Regions from separate parts of the Mus musculus genome. Here region 1 is linked to region 2. A link is a contact called in public Hi-C data. All regions are on one chromosome and are shown on one strand. The core of a region is the stretch at or near the end of the contact, and the rest is flanking DNA. Distances in the headings are between cores, read along the strand shown.

Region 1 (6,980 bases), core at 2,085-4,584, 470 kb after region 2:
TTTTTTTAATCAATTTTTTTAGTAGCTTGGGTTATAAATCTTATTGACATCTTTGAGGAAAGACAAAGGAGAAAAAACCTGGACTTGACCTGTGGCCCAGGAGAAGAGCGGCGGATGCTCTCTGTGGGTTTTATTTTCTTTACCCGCTTTTGCACATTGCAAAACCTCTCTTGGATGGTGAGCTGGTGTGGTTTCTGCACGGCCTTGAGCAGCTGCTGCTGGGTTTAACCCGGTGCTTTGCAATGGCCAGTCTGTGAGCCAGCTTGCGCCCTGTGTCCCCACTGTGTGCAGAGCACGTGGACGGGAGTCAGAACGCTGATGAGTTTTCAAACACTTGTACCACGTCTCTCTCTAATCGTGGGAGCTGATTGTAGGAAGAGAGGCATGGAGGAAAGGAGAGTCCTGGGCTTGCAGCTGAGGTCGGAGTACCAGGGAAGAGCCCAGCAGGCAAAGAACACCCCACTTAATCAGAAGGCTGGGCACGATGGAGTGAATATGGCCACGGGGCTGGCAGAGTTGAAGGCTGGTTAACTAGAATGTGTTTGGTGCTTTCGTTGGCTTTTTTTTTTTTTTTTTTTTTTTTTTTTTTTTTTTTTTTACCTAGGCAAGTGTTCTGTCCCCTTGGGGCACTGTGCAGTGTCTCTATCTGGTACTTACTATGTAGATGATTTAGCATCTTGCAGTAACTCGAGGGATTTTCTGATGGTGCTGATTACATTAATTGAAATATAATAGCTAGCTAATAATATAATAGCTGGCATTTATGGAACACTCACCAAACAGCAGACCCCTTGCCAAGCCTTTGATTTCTATAAGATCCTCCAGAGATGGCAACTTGTTTGTATTCTCATTTTACGGACAAGGAAACCTCTGCTTCCCTGCCTTTACATGGTCACCTTCTATGTCTCTTAAAGAATCCAGCTTTTTGGGCTTGCAGCATTTGGCATGCGTTAGATTAGGTATTCAGTCAGGGTTTTTAGGCAAGTAGATGGACCCAGCCTGCCTCTGAGTGCCTGCACGCTCCGGGGTCCCTTTTTATGCTTTGGATTCCTAACAGTGAGTCCAATTAATCCGGTTGCAGACAAGGACAGGGCTCAGTGGTCCAGGAGCAAGGAGACAGCATGGTGGTCGTGATGGTGAGAAATGGCCTCCTGGACTGTTCCTGGGCACACAGGTGTTAAGGCATTGCATGAATTGTCATGCAGAAGAATTTGCTGAGGCAGCATTTCTCCTCTCAGTCGGTGGCCACGTGTGACACTCTGTGCCTCTGTGTCTGCACTGAGTCAGGTTGGACTCTGGAGGACCTGCAGGTTGGGATGATGCTAACTTACCTGCATCCCAGGAGGTAAGGCACTGGGCTGTGCTTGCCATTTCGACAGCTGGGACCTCATTAAACTTCGCAAACTGAGAGGGGCTTTCTCACTCAGGTGACGAGGGGACCTTAGGCAGTGCTGAATTCTCCAAGCTAAGCCCATTTCTGAGGCAGAAAGAGAGAGGGGAGGTGAGACCTCTTAGAAAGTAACTGAAGGAATAATTTCTGACCTGCCCATTTGCATGTGGGCCAGAGTGTTGGGTTGTCAGCCAGTCTGTTACTCGGGTGCACAACCTGGGCAGCCTGACCACTTTCTATATGTGCATGCCTAATGAATATTTCTCCCAGACCTGAGAGTGTGCTCAGGAACCGGGCTCGTGTCTCAGGGAGGGGCAGGTAGACTGCTCTTTCCTAACACCTGTGTGTGAGCTCTGTTCCCACCCACAATTCTGTTACAGAGAGGGCCCAGAAGCTAGCCAAAGTGAAGCCATGTGTCCAGGGCCCTAAAAGTACCAAAAGTACCAACCATACACCCCAGATTCCCACTGAGGCCCTTGTACACCTGAGCACGTGTGGGCCACCATTTGGCTGTGTCACCTGAGACAGAATTAGGGAACCCCCTCCACAATTCCTCAGTGCTGAAGGTGAAACCAGAGCCTGTGCATAACCCAGTTTTAACTGGTTTTTTGTTTGTTTTTGAGACAGGGTTTCTCTGTGTAGCCCTGGCTGTCCTGGAACTCACTCTGTAGACAAGGCTGGCCTCGATCTCAGAAATCCGCCTGCCTCTGCCTCCCAAGTGCTGGGATTAAAGGCGTGTGCCACCACCGCCCGGCGCTTAACTGATATTTTTTTAATCAGAATGATCCTTCTACAACTTTATGTCAGTCAACTCCATGATGGAGAGAGAAGGGATTGGTGTGTTTCTATGTGTGTGTGTGTTTGTGTGTGTCTCCTGTGTGTATATGTATATGTGTATCTGTGTGTGTGAATGTGTGTGTATCTCTGTGTGTTTGTGTGTGTGTGTATGTGTGTGGTTTGGATTGAAGGAGAGAGCTCAGGAGCCATGTTGTATAGTTTAAAAGATAGATCTTAGGCCAAGCTATCTTTGACCTGAGTCCCTCTCTGTCTTTGTCTTCGGGAGCCCCTGGGAGGTCTGGAAGTACACGAGGCCAGGTTCTATGGTCATGGCTAGTTGGCATCACAAATAAACCAACTCCTGGAAAATTCTCTTACTGTCAATAGTGAAGACCGGGGGGAGGGCAGTGGGGGAGAGGAAGAACTGATCTTGATGCTGTTGGGCTTGAACCTGCCTGTGCAGAGGACATACTGATGGGCTAAGTGGTTAACTTCAGATGGTCACTGCCGCTTTCCCAGCCACGTTCTTTTAAAGACTCAAGCCATCAAGAAAGAGGAAACATTGGCCTACAGAGGCCCAATGGTCCTCAGGAGTAAAGAGAGGCCAGCCTCCACCCACACATGAGAAGATGAAGTTTGACCTCTGGTCCAACAGCCCAGTGCTAGCTCTTCTCCGTCTCCCACTGGGGCTTGTTCTTTGGGGGAAGCGGGCATGTGCTGTGTGTTCCTCCTGTGTCTTGGTTATTCCTGGAAGTTTCTGTCCTTGTTGATCATGTGTCAGCCATGTGCTGCCCCCTCTTTGAAAGTCACACTTAACAACAGCTGGGGCGATCCTTATCTCCTTGTTATCCCTTTGATTATAAGATCCATTGTTCTGGCCTCTGCTCCTAGGCACATACTAGCTCCACTGTGTATACAATTAAACAATCCTGAACAACCCTGCGCGTCTCAAGTGCCCGGAATCTCCCAGTGTTTCAGAGGCAGCTTGAAAATGAGCAGAACTGTATTTCCGTTTCCCAATGAGCTTATTGTGCTCAAAATATCGCCTGCTAGTTTATGAAGGGAAGCCACAGGCTGGGGACCCAAGGGCACTTCTGGCTGCAGTCTGTAACTCAGTCCCCGCCTCTGCCCCTTTGCCCCATTAAGTCTGCCCCCAGATGCTCTGTCCATCCCTGGAGCATAGCCCTGCTTCCTAGGAACAGCACTAGCCTGCATGAGCTGGCTTGGGGCTCATCCTCGTGGACTGGTAGGAAGAAATTTGGAGTGTGGACTTCCTCGAGTGGCTGCCATCAGGGCAGCCGGGTCTGTAGGCAGATAGAAGCGTGTGGGCAGAGGGAGCCATCGTGAGGTGGGGACAGAAAGCCCGCCTTCATCTTTAACTGTGCCCGGCGGATGATTGAGACATTCAGTTTACGCCTGAGAGCGGAGTGGGCCAGGATAGCCTAGCTGACCTGGTAGACCTCCCAGATGAAGCGCACAAGAGAAGCAAAGAGGGCTGGGGATTACTAAGCAGGGGAACAACTGGGGCAGAGTCCTGGGAGAGAATGTTTATTTCCTTGCTCTCTAGGAGGGATTTGGAAAGAGCAGTAATCCTGGGTTAGGAGTAATTTGTTACAGCAAGATGATACTTGAGTGGCAGGCAGCTCTGGCGGAGGCAGCAGTGATGAGCAGGCAGGGGGGTCGAGGGACCTGCAGAAGGTCAGACGTGTCCGTTCTGACCCGGGGCTTCTTCCTCCTGGTGCAGAATTAACCAGAGGAACTGCCGACCCCGGGTTCCCGGGTGTAGGGTTAGAAAGTATCACTGTTACAAGCCTGTCACAGCCAGAAACCGGCAATAAAAGTTTGGAAGGGGAGACCTCTATGGAGCCACTGACCCCTTTCAGATGTGACAAGGGGAGAAACTTGCAGAAGAGAAGGCATCTAAGGTTGTGAAGTGAGCTGGAGCAGGAAGCTGGGGTTGGGTCGCCTGCACTGGGCTCCTGTGCAGTCAGACTGTAGTGAGTTAAATCCTTCTCCCACTGAAGGGTTCAGGCTGGTTTTTTTTTGTTTTTGTTTTTTTTTGTTTTTCTTTTTTCTTTTTTTTGTCATGGGGAACTGGGAAATAGAATAAGGGGAGGAGCCTCTACTTGGAAAAAGTTCTGCCTTGTGTGCCCCAAACCACAGAGCAAGGAAGGAATTAAGAAAAGTTTTGATTAAAAAAAAATCAGCAACAACCGAGTGGCTTAAAAATTGAGATTAAAGTCTCAGGATAGCGAGACCCTATCACTCAGTGTCTCTACCTCCCAGGTCACCCATCACCTCAAGAGATCTGTAGTTTTTAAATCCCTGGAACAGTCAGAGGAGGAAAAACAAACAAACAAACAACAACAAAAAAACCCCCAAACCTCTAAATCTTAGTTGTCTGCACTATGTGACATTCCCCTTGATTTCATTGCCATGGTTTGTTTAAGGTTTTTAATTTTTTACATGGATTGATTGATTGTGTCCTCACCTGTGAGTGTTTGTAGGTCAGAGGACAAGCTGTGGAGTTGCTTCTTCCTCTGGGGTTCTGGGGTCCAACCCCAGGGTCAGGCATGGTCCCAGGGCTTAGTCCATCGAGCCATCTTGCTGACTCATCCTTTATGGGGCAAAGCTGGTGAGGGAGCGGTTTCACACCCATTTCCAGCTGGAGGAGCTGAGGTACAGATGGCTAGCCTGGCCTGCAGGGTGCACATGTGAATGAGTCCTGGTTCTGTTGACTTGACCATTCCTCCAGGATGTTAGCCATGTATACTTTAGCCTTGCAGCCTAGCAGCCATTAACTCCCCTTCCCCTTCAACAGCATCTCTCATCCAGGGTAGACTGTGTTGTCCTCCCAGAGACCCAGGGACCACAGTCCCATTTGGTAATAGCTTAGTTCTCAAGGACCTACACTGATTGCCCTCCTGTCCCATCTTTGATGTGATATATGATATGATATGATATGATATGATATGATATGATATGAAGGTGGGAGAGTGTCCCCCCATTTGTCTCTTGACAGACAATGAGATAACCATCAAATGATAAACGCCTTCTCTTAAATATCTCATCTTAAATTGAGATATTATTTTGATATTAAATTGAGATGCCATAATACATATCTATTTAAAGCACACAGTTCAGGCTGGCGAGATCGCTCAGCAGGTAAGAGCCATTGCTGCTCTTGGAGAAGACCGGAGTTTGACTTCTATCACCTGTGACACATAGCTCACAGCCACCTATGACTCCAGCTCCAGGGGTTCAGGTGCTCTCGCCTGGCCTCTGTGGGTATCTTCACCCGCGCGCGCGCGCACACACACACACACAGATACATACACAGAAATAAAACTTAAAATGTACAATTCAGTGGTTTTTAGAATACTCCCGGGCCGTGCATACACCAGCACTCTGTTTCTGGGATTTCTCGGTATTCATAAAGAAGCCCCATTTTCCCTGGCTCGTGCTTCCCACTCCTTTCCTCCTCAGCTCCTGAGTATTTTATATGAGTGGAATAATACACATGCCTCCTGCCTTTTTGTCTGCCTTCTTTAGAATTGCATATTAAGTGTCAAGGACCAGCCAGGGCTTGGTATACAGGTATGCTGTCTGTTTTTATCACTGCATAATACTCCATTCTGCGGTTGTACTGCACAACCAGCTTGAGTATTCTAAGAACTAGAAGGGTTGGTGCCTTCCAGTCACAGGGCATCCACCATTCTGCTCAGCCCCTAGCATCACCCACACTTGCTGCACAGGCTTCTCTGCGTCTTCCGGTTTGTTTTCTGGTCTGCAGATGGCCTGCGTCTCCCTTGGCATGTTGTGGAGACACAGGTGGTAACTCAGACATTCCAATTAACTTGACTGTTCTTGGCCTTTTTTTATAAGTAATAAAAATTGTGGTGGCTACAACTGGTTGATTTTAAAGGAGAGACTGTAAATGTTTTCTGCCTAGAGGAGACTGGAGTCTGGTCTGGCTCTTCATGGGAGGTTCCTGTCAGGGCTTGCAGGCAGGAGATCAGTTAATCACCAGCTGGGGGGCTCAGGGGACAATCTGTGTGGTACTGGCTGGAGGCTGTAGACCTGGGAAAGCTCCTGTCCTCTAACCTGGATCAGGGATCGGGCACTTGAAACACGGCTAATGTCCATGGCTCTTCTCTCTGGTTGGGGCTTGGTGGGCACAGATCCACCAAGGAAGGCAGAGGGGAGTTGGGAGATGAGCCTGGACGGAGTGGAGGAAGTTGGTGGCCCTGCGTAATGTCTGACCTGTGACTTGTGGCAGTCTAGATCCCACCTGATTGGCCGAGCTTCCTCCTTATACAAATCTTAGGTCTACATACTCTTCTTGATTTCACAGGGTTAGCTTTGAAGCGGTGGTGGTCACCTCTAAGGTATGCTCCAATGAGTGATGCTATTGGAGACTGTACTCTGCAGTGACTGAAGCCAACTGCAGGACTTCATTTCAAATCTTTTAAAATGAATGATACGGAAACCAAGGCGAAGGCTGTTAATAAATTTTTGGACACTGGTGTCTGTGTGTACCCTTTTCTCTTGGTAGTTTCCTTTGAGAAACAAGACCACCTCACTAACATCTGTGTGGTTCCATTCCTTGTTTAGCTCTAGAGAATGCTCAGCCTTCAGGCTGGGGTTCCTTCTCCTTGGAGTTTCTGTAGTGCGCTCCTTATGTTGTTTCCCAATCCAGAAATCACTGATGTCTGCATCTTGTCATATTTTATCAGCAAATAAAGCCTTTAAAAGATAGAGCCACTGTGGGTTATTTTCAGTTGAACCAGCTCTGGGGTTTGTAACCAGCGGT
Region 2 (6,720 bases), core at 3,765-6,264:
CTGGTTGCTTACACACTGTCTCGTGGTCAGAAGTCACGTGGCCCCTCAGATGGACGGCCAGAGACTGTGCGGTCAGAAGTCACGTGGCCCCTCAGATGGACGGCCAGAGACTGTGCGGTCCTCGTCTGTGTGCTGCTCAGCCTCCCTGGCATCGATGAGCACTGTGCGCGCCTTACTTGGTTTCTCCATGGCGCACTCATTTCTCAGGTATGACCCACAATTCCTTGGGCATCACAGTAGCTAATTCATTTCTAAATGAATGTCCTCTCTGAGTGCATCCAGCATCAAAGGGGGGAAGATGACAATGAGCAACGATATTTCCCGAAGAAACCAAAACCCTCAAGGTGATGACTCCATAATAAACCGGTTCCCCTCTGTTCGTTGCCCTCCTAAAGTTTATGCTCAAGGGAAATTCATGGCTGTATAATATAACACTACCGACTGAACTAGATATTTCAGACTTAGGCCCTAGGGCTACAACAATATTTGAATAAGACACGCCAGGCTTGTGCTTTGCCAAACTAAAATCAGTTGGTAACTTGAAATGATACATAACGGTTTTGACATCTCGTTTCTCTCTCCGTGAATCTTGACTTGCTTTTCATGCTATTCTTACTGTCTTTTATCCAGTTCTGTGCCGGCGAGGTTCAGAGCACAGCTTAAAGTGGGTTAGGCACTTTTGACTTTGCTCACAGCCTTTCAGGGCATTCAGCTGGTGCTGATGGGGACTGTGCCAGATCTCATCTCCAGGGGGAGGTTTTCAAGCTGTGCAATAGTAGCTGAGGATGTGCGTTCTGTCAACTATTTTAAGTTTGCTTATACAAGGCGTTAAAGTAGGGCTCGGATGGACCATGCCAGACTTTGCTATTGATTTCAACTTAGTATAAACCTGGTGGGTAGTGGACCACGTGTAAAAATAGTTTCATTTTTGTTTGTTAGTTGGCTTGAGTTTGTGTCCTTCGGAGGCTGGAAAAAAAATCATACTTAAGGGTATAAGAAATTTAAAATATGGAGTGAAATTGATTTAAGAGTTTTATTTTTTCCCTCAGGCTTGGTTTTGTTGTGAACCATCCAGTTCATAACACATTTAGCCAGTTTCTTAAAGTGACCTCTGTGGAAAGTGGAAGCGCAGATTCCCTTCCTTGATGTTTCTCTCCTCTAAGGTTTGCTTGTTGGGACTTTTACGACTGAACATCCATTGCCTCTTCACATACTCACCAGCGAACAAGTTTTGGTTTTCCTCTTCTTTAGTGTTTTTCACTCTGTGGACTCACTGTATGTTTTAAGGCAGCTGCATATTGTCTGTGAAGCGCACGCCCACACTTTTCTCCCCGGCTCGTGGTGCTCTTACTTCACCTACAAATGCATTTCAGCTGAAGGAGAGTGTGTGTGTGTGTGCGTGTGTGTGTGTGTGTGTGTGGGGGGGGGGGTCATACTCGCGGTCACATGATATTTGAACTACACATAGGAAGAGGAAAGTTTCCATCTCTCAGTTAGAAACCTACAGGTTTATAGGTGCTATTTCAGTGAAGTTTAAACTTTGCTTTCTTTTCCTTACTGAAGGAATGTGGCTCGGGGGTAGTCATTGCAAATATGGTCTGATTCAGGTATTCTATTCAGAGGCTTTATTTACACTTCAAAAATATCAGGTAAATATTGTTTCAGGTTGCTAGAAGTAGTTAATACCTTATTTTTTTCTTATATTCTAAGTGAGCTAAATTTGGTCATGGACCATGTTTTCAAGACACAAGTGGGAAATAGCGAGAAGGCACAGGGCCTGTGGTCTGGGCCCTCCAGCATGCGTGCTTTAGTTTCCTGATATGAACCTTTGAATTCTGCCCACATACAGGGGAAGGATGGAGGTCCAATAGGATCGTTAAGTATAAAAGCACTTGGAGAGCTGCATTAAGTCTTAGTCGGCAAGTTCGCTGTGTACAGACCGTAATCCTATAATTAAAGAATTTAAAGGTTAAAGTATCTCAAGGTCAGAAGATCCTTGAAAATCCTAAAAACTGTAAACCATCTTCCTCAGGGCTCCAGGGGCCGAGCTGCCAGAGCTTACACAAAGGAAGGAGGCGCTCAGTCTTCCATTGCCTTCGCAGACGTGGCCTTCGTGTTTGGGTTGCTTTTGTATGTCAGTACATTTTGTTTTGTAAAAGACATCTTAGAAATTAATCTGTGGGAACAGAAAGCAAGCTTTCTCCTTGACCTTGTGGGAGTAGAGGCAGAATTAAAGGTAGAGAAATTATGATATTATATACTTTATGCCTTTTTATCGTATGCATTTTATTACTCTTTAGAATTGTCTTTGCGCCAAGTTTTCATCTGGAGTTCAAAATACACATGCAGTGTCTTTGGCTTTCTTTCCTATTCTTTCTCTAGTTTCTAATAATTGACTTCCCTGAAACCTTCAGAAGTTAGTGTTGTAACTAGAGGCAGAAAAGGAGTCTGTAGTTTTTCCCTAAAAATTGTCATTAACATGAGCAGAGTTCATGCTAGCATGCCTAAGCCAACAACCAAATAGCCCGGTAGTTTAAAAGCTACCGAATTTCCCTCCCATCTGTTGAGAATTTGTTCTGAAACAGAAACAACATGACTTGAGCCCGGTTCCGACAGTAAAGCACATATTTCAAGGGAAAATTGGGAAGCTACGTAAGAGAACTTATAAGCTGGTAATGTTTGGCTGCTTCGTTGAATTTAGCTTTAGATGTGAAACTTCTCAACCATTTGCTGCCGTTGGTTTGGGTGTGGGCTACTGGGAGCTAAACCTAGGGCCTCACAGGTGGGAGACAAGCACTTAGCGAGGGATCGATAGCCTCAACCCCAAATTTGCATCTTTTCATATTGATTATAGCCTTAGTGATTGTAATCCTGTGGTAAGCAGAATTGAGGGGTGGTCATTAGGAGAGTGTGTGAAAATACAGAGAAGCATCCAGCCCAGCATGATGGCTGCAGACGGGCTTGAGAGAAGTGCCTTGTGGGAACTGGCGTCCAGACTGAGCCTTGAGAAGGGGTTTGAGAGATGAACATAGTCAGCTGAATGACCAGGATAAACTGCAGGACAGGTTGGAAGGTTAGCAGGGCCCACTGGGGCAATGAGAGTTTGGAGCTGGTTAAAATATTCTGGGCACAAAATACAAAGTTGGTCTCCTGCCTTTGTTGCATGTTGGGATCTGGGTATCTTTAAACATCCCTGACACCAGATGGTCTTCTGCGCACACACGTGTGACTGTATTGGTGTAGGTGTGATTTGTACATTGTTGTGATGGCTTTTTTAGGGCAGCTCCTCAAGTGATTCTCTATACTTGTGAATTTGGAACCGAGTAGCTGATGTAGGAAGCTAAGACAGAGAGCTAGGCAAAGCCCCAGCCCCGTTTGGATTAGAAGCTTGTGCTGGGTCACTTGGTAGCTTTGCACCTAAAACAGGGAAGTTCTTTTTTCTGTGTGAATTTGAGTTTAATTTTAATTTCTTTTTGCTTTTAAAACCCTAAAATGATTTTAAATAAAAATTTTAATTACAAAAAAACCCTGTTATCTTATAATTACATTGTATGAAATTTCCTTAAAATTAATTTCCTTATGGTATATTTAGGTTTTATGATAATCTTTAGTTGGAGGAAACAAAGAAGATATGCATATATAATTTTTCTCTCTAGGTGGCAAAGTGAATATTTTAAATTCTCAGTTGAGCTTTGGATAAAACAAAGGCAAGCTGTGAGTTCTTAGCTAGTACTGACTGTGGCTTTGACCTGGAACCCAGAGTCAGTGCACTATAGTGTCTTCATGTGAACACTGCATTTTAAAAGCTGCTATTTCAAATGCATCGGGCCAGGCTTACATTTTCTTAAAGGAAACACAGGACTCTCTGTATATGTACATATGCTTGTGCTATTTCTGGATTCAGGACAAATAATGTATACTATACACAGGTGCATGCATGAGAACACATACAGTGCACACACTTTTTTTCTACTCTGTGAAGTCTTGAAAGATGGATTGTAACTTAATTTTGTAAAAGAATTGTAAAGAAATTGCTAGTAATCTCTAATCAGAGAAACAGAAGTACGGATGTGATGGATAAATGGGATTCCGTTATGGCCAACATCTTCATTGATCTTAACAGAATTGCTCTTTGCCTCCTGTGTCTGTTTTCTCTTGGCAGAAAGCCGAGTGAATTTGGAATAGAAAGAAAGGGAAAATCCACTTGGTTCCAAATGATGATGCTGTGCACCGGCGTGGGGAACGTTACCTACAAGCCAGCAGCAGAATTGCTGGATGCTTGCTTGCTTCTTCTTTAGGGAACAACTGAAAGTCCTCTGTGTAGCCAGGTCAGAACATCTTTAACTTTACACTACCCAGAGCTTAGGATAGCAATTTAAATCATCAGATTCTCAATCTTTTCAACACTGTAGCCCTTCAATACAGTTCTCCATGCAGTGGTTTTCGATGATATTTCATATCTGTAATTACTGTATTGAATCGTCATGTAAATATCTGTGTTTTCCATTGGTCTTAGGAGACCCCTGTGAAAGGGTCCCCAAATGTGTCTTACCACGAAAGTTGAGAAATCATTGACAGAGTAGTTAAAATTTTAAACTGAAAAATTTTAAACTATTTCTGAGTAGAATTTAGTCCACAATACTCAGGTTGGAAAGAAATAGTATCATGTGTCTTAAACAAATGCTGTTTTTAGTTTGATAACACATTAATAATTTTCCTAATTTGGAAACATACTATATTCATTTAAGTGTTTTCCTTACTTTGTTGTCATAGAGATATTTTCTAGAAAGTCTTATCATTTCCAAGAATTCTTTATCTTTAAACTGACCGCTTTTGAGTTGTTTGTTATACCCTGAGGTAGATCCTACAGAAGTATGTAGAAAGTCAGAAAGACACACTTGGGGGTGTGGGGATCATTGCTAGTATATTTCCTACCTGAAAGGGTTTCCTGTCTTCTGGCAGTGTTCAGAAACTGTCAGAAAGCAAAGCCGGGCTTTCTGACTGAAGTGAAGTGGGAAGTGGCCATAGATGGCAGTGTGGCTCACACTGATGTTAAAATACACCGTGGTGTGGCATTTTCATAGAGAAATTTCCAAGACCAAATCCATCCAAGGATATTCTCTTTGCATTAAAAGTTGACTTTTCTCCCTGAGCAGTTTATAAATATAGCATAGTCAGAAGTGTGCCCTGCATCTCAGAGCATCTTCCTGAGCACAAGGCTGCTAGAAGCTGGCTGCCTGGTGCTCTGGATGGGGTCTTTGGAAACTGGATTTGCTTTTCACACTGTCTCTGCAAAACCTCTTTCCATAGGTAACATCTCAAATTCTGAACTAAAGTGTAGCGTCCTTCTGCATCCTCCTTACCCAGCCAGCAAATCAAGACATTTTGTCTTTTCCAGTTCTGTCATGAATGGGGCCCGGCAACTGTTACAGGCAAGTGGCAAGAGGTGCCAATCATAGGTGGGAGAATTGAGGAACACAGTAGGACTCTGTGCAGGGGCCTTAGAGAAGAGGATAGCGTTCATAGAGTGAGCATGCCATAACCCCAGCCTGGGGTGCCGGTGTGTCGGTGTATGTTTGGCAGCCTGCCTGCTCTTGCTCTAGCTCATGTTTCCTGGGCCTCATGGGATCCATGCAGCTTTAAGAATTTTCTCCAAGTATGGATGGGTGTTGTCATTAGGTACAAATTTGCCTAAAGAATTTTATCAGTTCTCAAAAAAAAAAAAAAAGGTATAAAGACTCAGTCTCCCTCAGCACCACTGTCACGTGCAGATGGACAGTCAGACCTACCTGGTGGGGAAGGCTAGCTCAGCTGTTGGCTTGTACTCTGTCCTGTAAACTGGATATTGAATGCATTCCTGCCTGGGTGCCTAATGCTTTGGTAGGTCTAGGATGGTTCTCTTTCAGGGCAGAAAGAGGCATGATCGATTGATCTCTCTCTCTCTCTCTCTCTCTCTCTCTCTCACCTGTAGTAATAGACATTCTCTTGAGTTTAGCTCCTCAACCTCAGGCCTGTTGAGACTTTGAGTCGACCGTTCTTTCTGGAGGGCGGTGCTGTGCTGTGCCGTGTGCAGTGTTTACCAATACCCAAGTCTCTGCCAGCAGGCAACCTTTGCCTGCAGTTGTGACCAGCAGAAGAAGGACCGTGGATATTCCGGATGTTTCTTAGTGGGCTTTAAAGTATGAAGTCCTCCCTCTCTGTAGCATCTATCTATGACTCTCTTAGAGCCAGGCTATAGAGTTGAAAGATAACCCTTAACCAGCCTGTGTTTATTTCATACAAGCCGTGAGCCACGAGAGGCAGTGTGACACTGTGGACGGACACTGGCGTTCTGGCTGTGAATCAGCTGAGTGCTGCTGGGCACTTCACTGTCCCTCTGTGTCTTCAGCTCAGATGCAGGGCCAATCTCCATGCTCTGTAAGGGCAGCGAGCTCCATGCCTAACAGTGCCGACAGTGGAGTGCTTGGTCTTTCAAGGTTGCTGGTAGTTTTCCTGTAGCTTTGGCACTGCTCTGCATTCGTTTAGATAATTAGTATGCTTTGGAACCTTTGGCTCAACTTAATCTATTAATCTCATATTGATATGTCTCCATTTTCACAATCCCTAGACCATTATTCACCTCCTTTGTGGAGTCGTTTCTAATTCTCTTTCCTGTCATGATAGATTTTCTTAGGTCTTCATTCACCTTGATTCTTATATCTGTAACCTGTGCTAACTCAC

The links. Hi-C and Micro-C count contacts between places; a contact is called where the count stands out from the background.
Region 1: a Hi-C map of the N1E-115 cell line shows a contact between it and region 2, with 3 times the contacts expected there. The contact joins two enhancer-like sites. A contact is called at or near these places in 1 of 15 datasets of contacts at CTCF or cohesin (large pre-B cells), 2 of 484 Hi-C or Micro-C datasets (the N1E-115 cell line and embryonic fibroblasts), 1 of 115 datasets of contacts at active chromatin or transcription factors (astrocytes) and 1 of 9 other capture datasets (embryonic stem cells).

What each region holds. Positions count from the first base shown.
Region 1 is chr19:55,803,772-55,810,751 of GRCm38.p6, forward strand. The region is part of intron 4 of Tcf7l2 (transcription factor 7 like 2, T cell specific, HMG box); the gene reads left to right. Among named protein-coding and RNA genes, the nearest start is that of Gm31734, 64 kb to the left of the region's middle. Within about 2 kb of position 3,335, at least 47 of the 459 cell types and tissues checked have an H3K27ac peak or open chromatin away from gene starts, as enhancers often do. A contact at or near this core is called in the N1E-115 cell line, where this site is marked.
Region 2 is chr19:55,336,552-55,343,271 of GRCm38.p6, forward strand. The region is part of intron 3 of Vti1a (vesicle transport through interaction with t-SNAREs 1A); the gene reads left to right. Among named protein-coding and RNA genes, the nearest start is that of Vti1a, 24 kb to the left of the region's middle. Within about 2 kb of position 5,015, at least 16 of the 459 cell types and tissues checked have an H3K27ac peak or open chromatin away from gene starts, as enhancers often do. A contact at or near this core is called in the N1E-115 cell line, where this site is marked.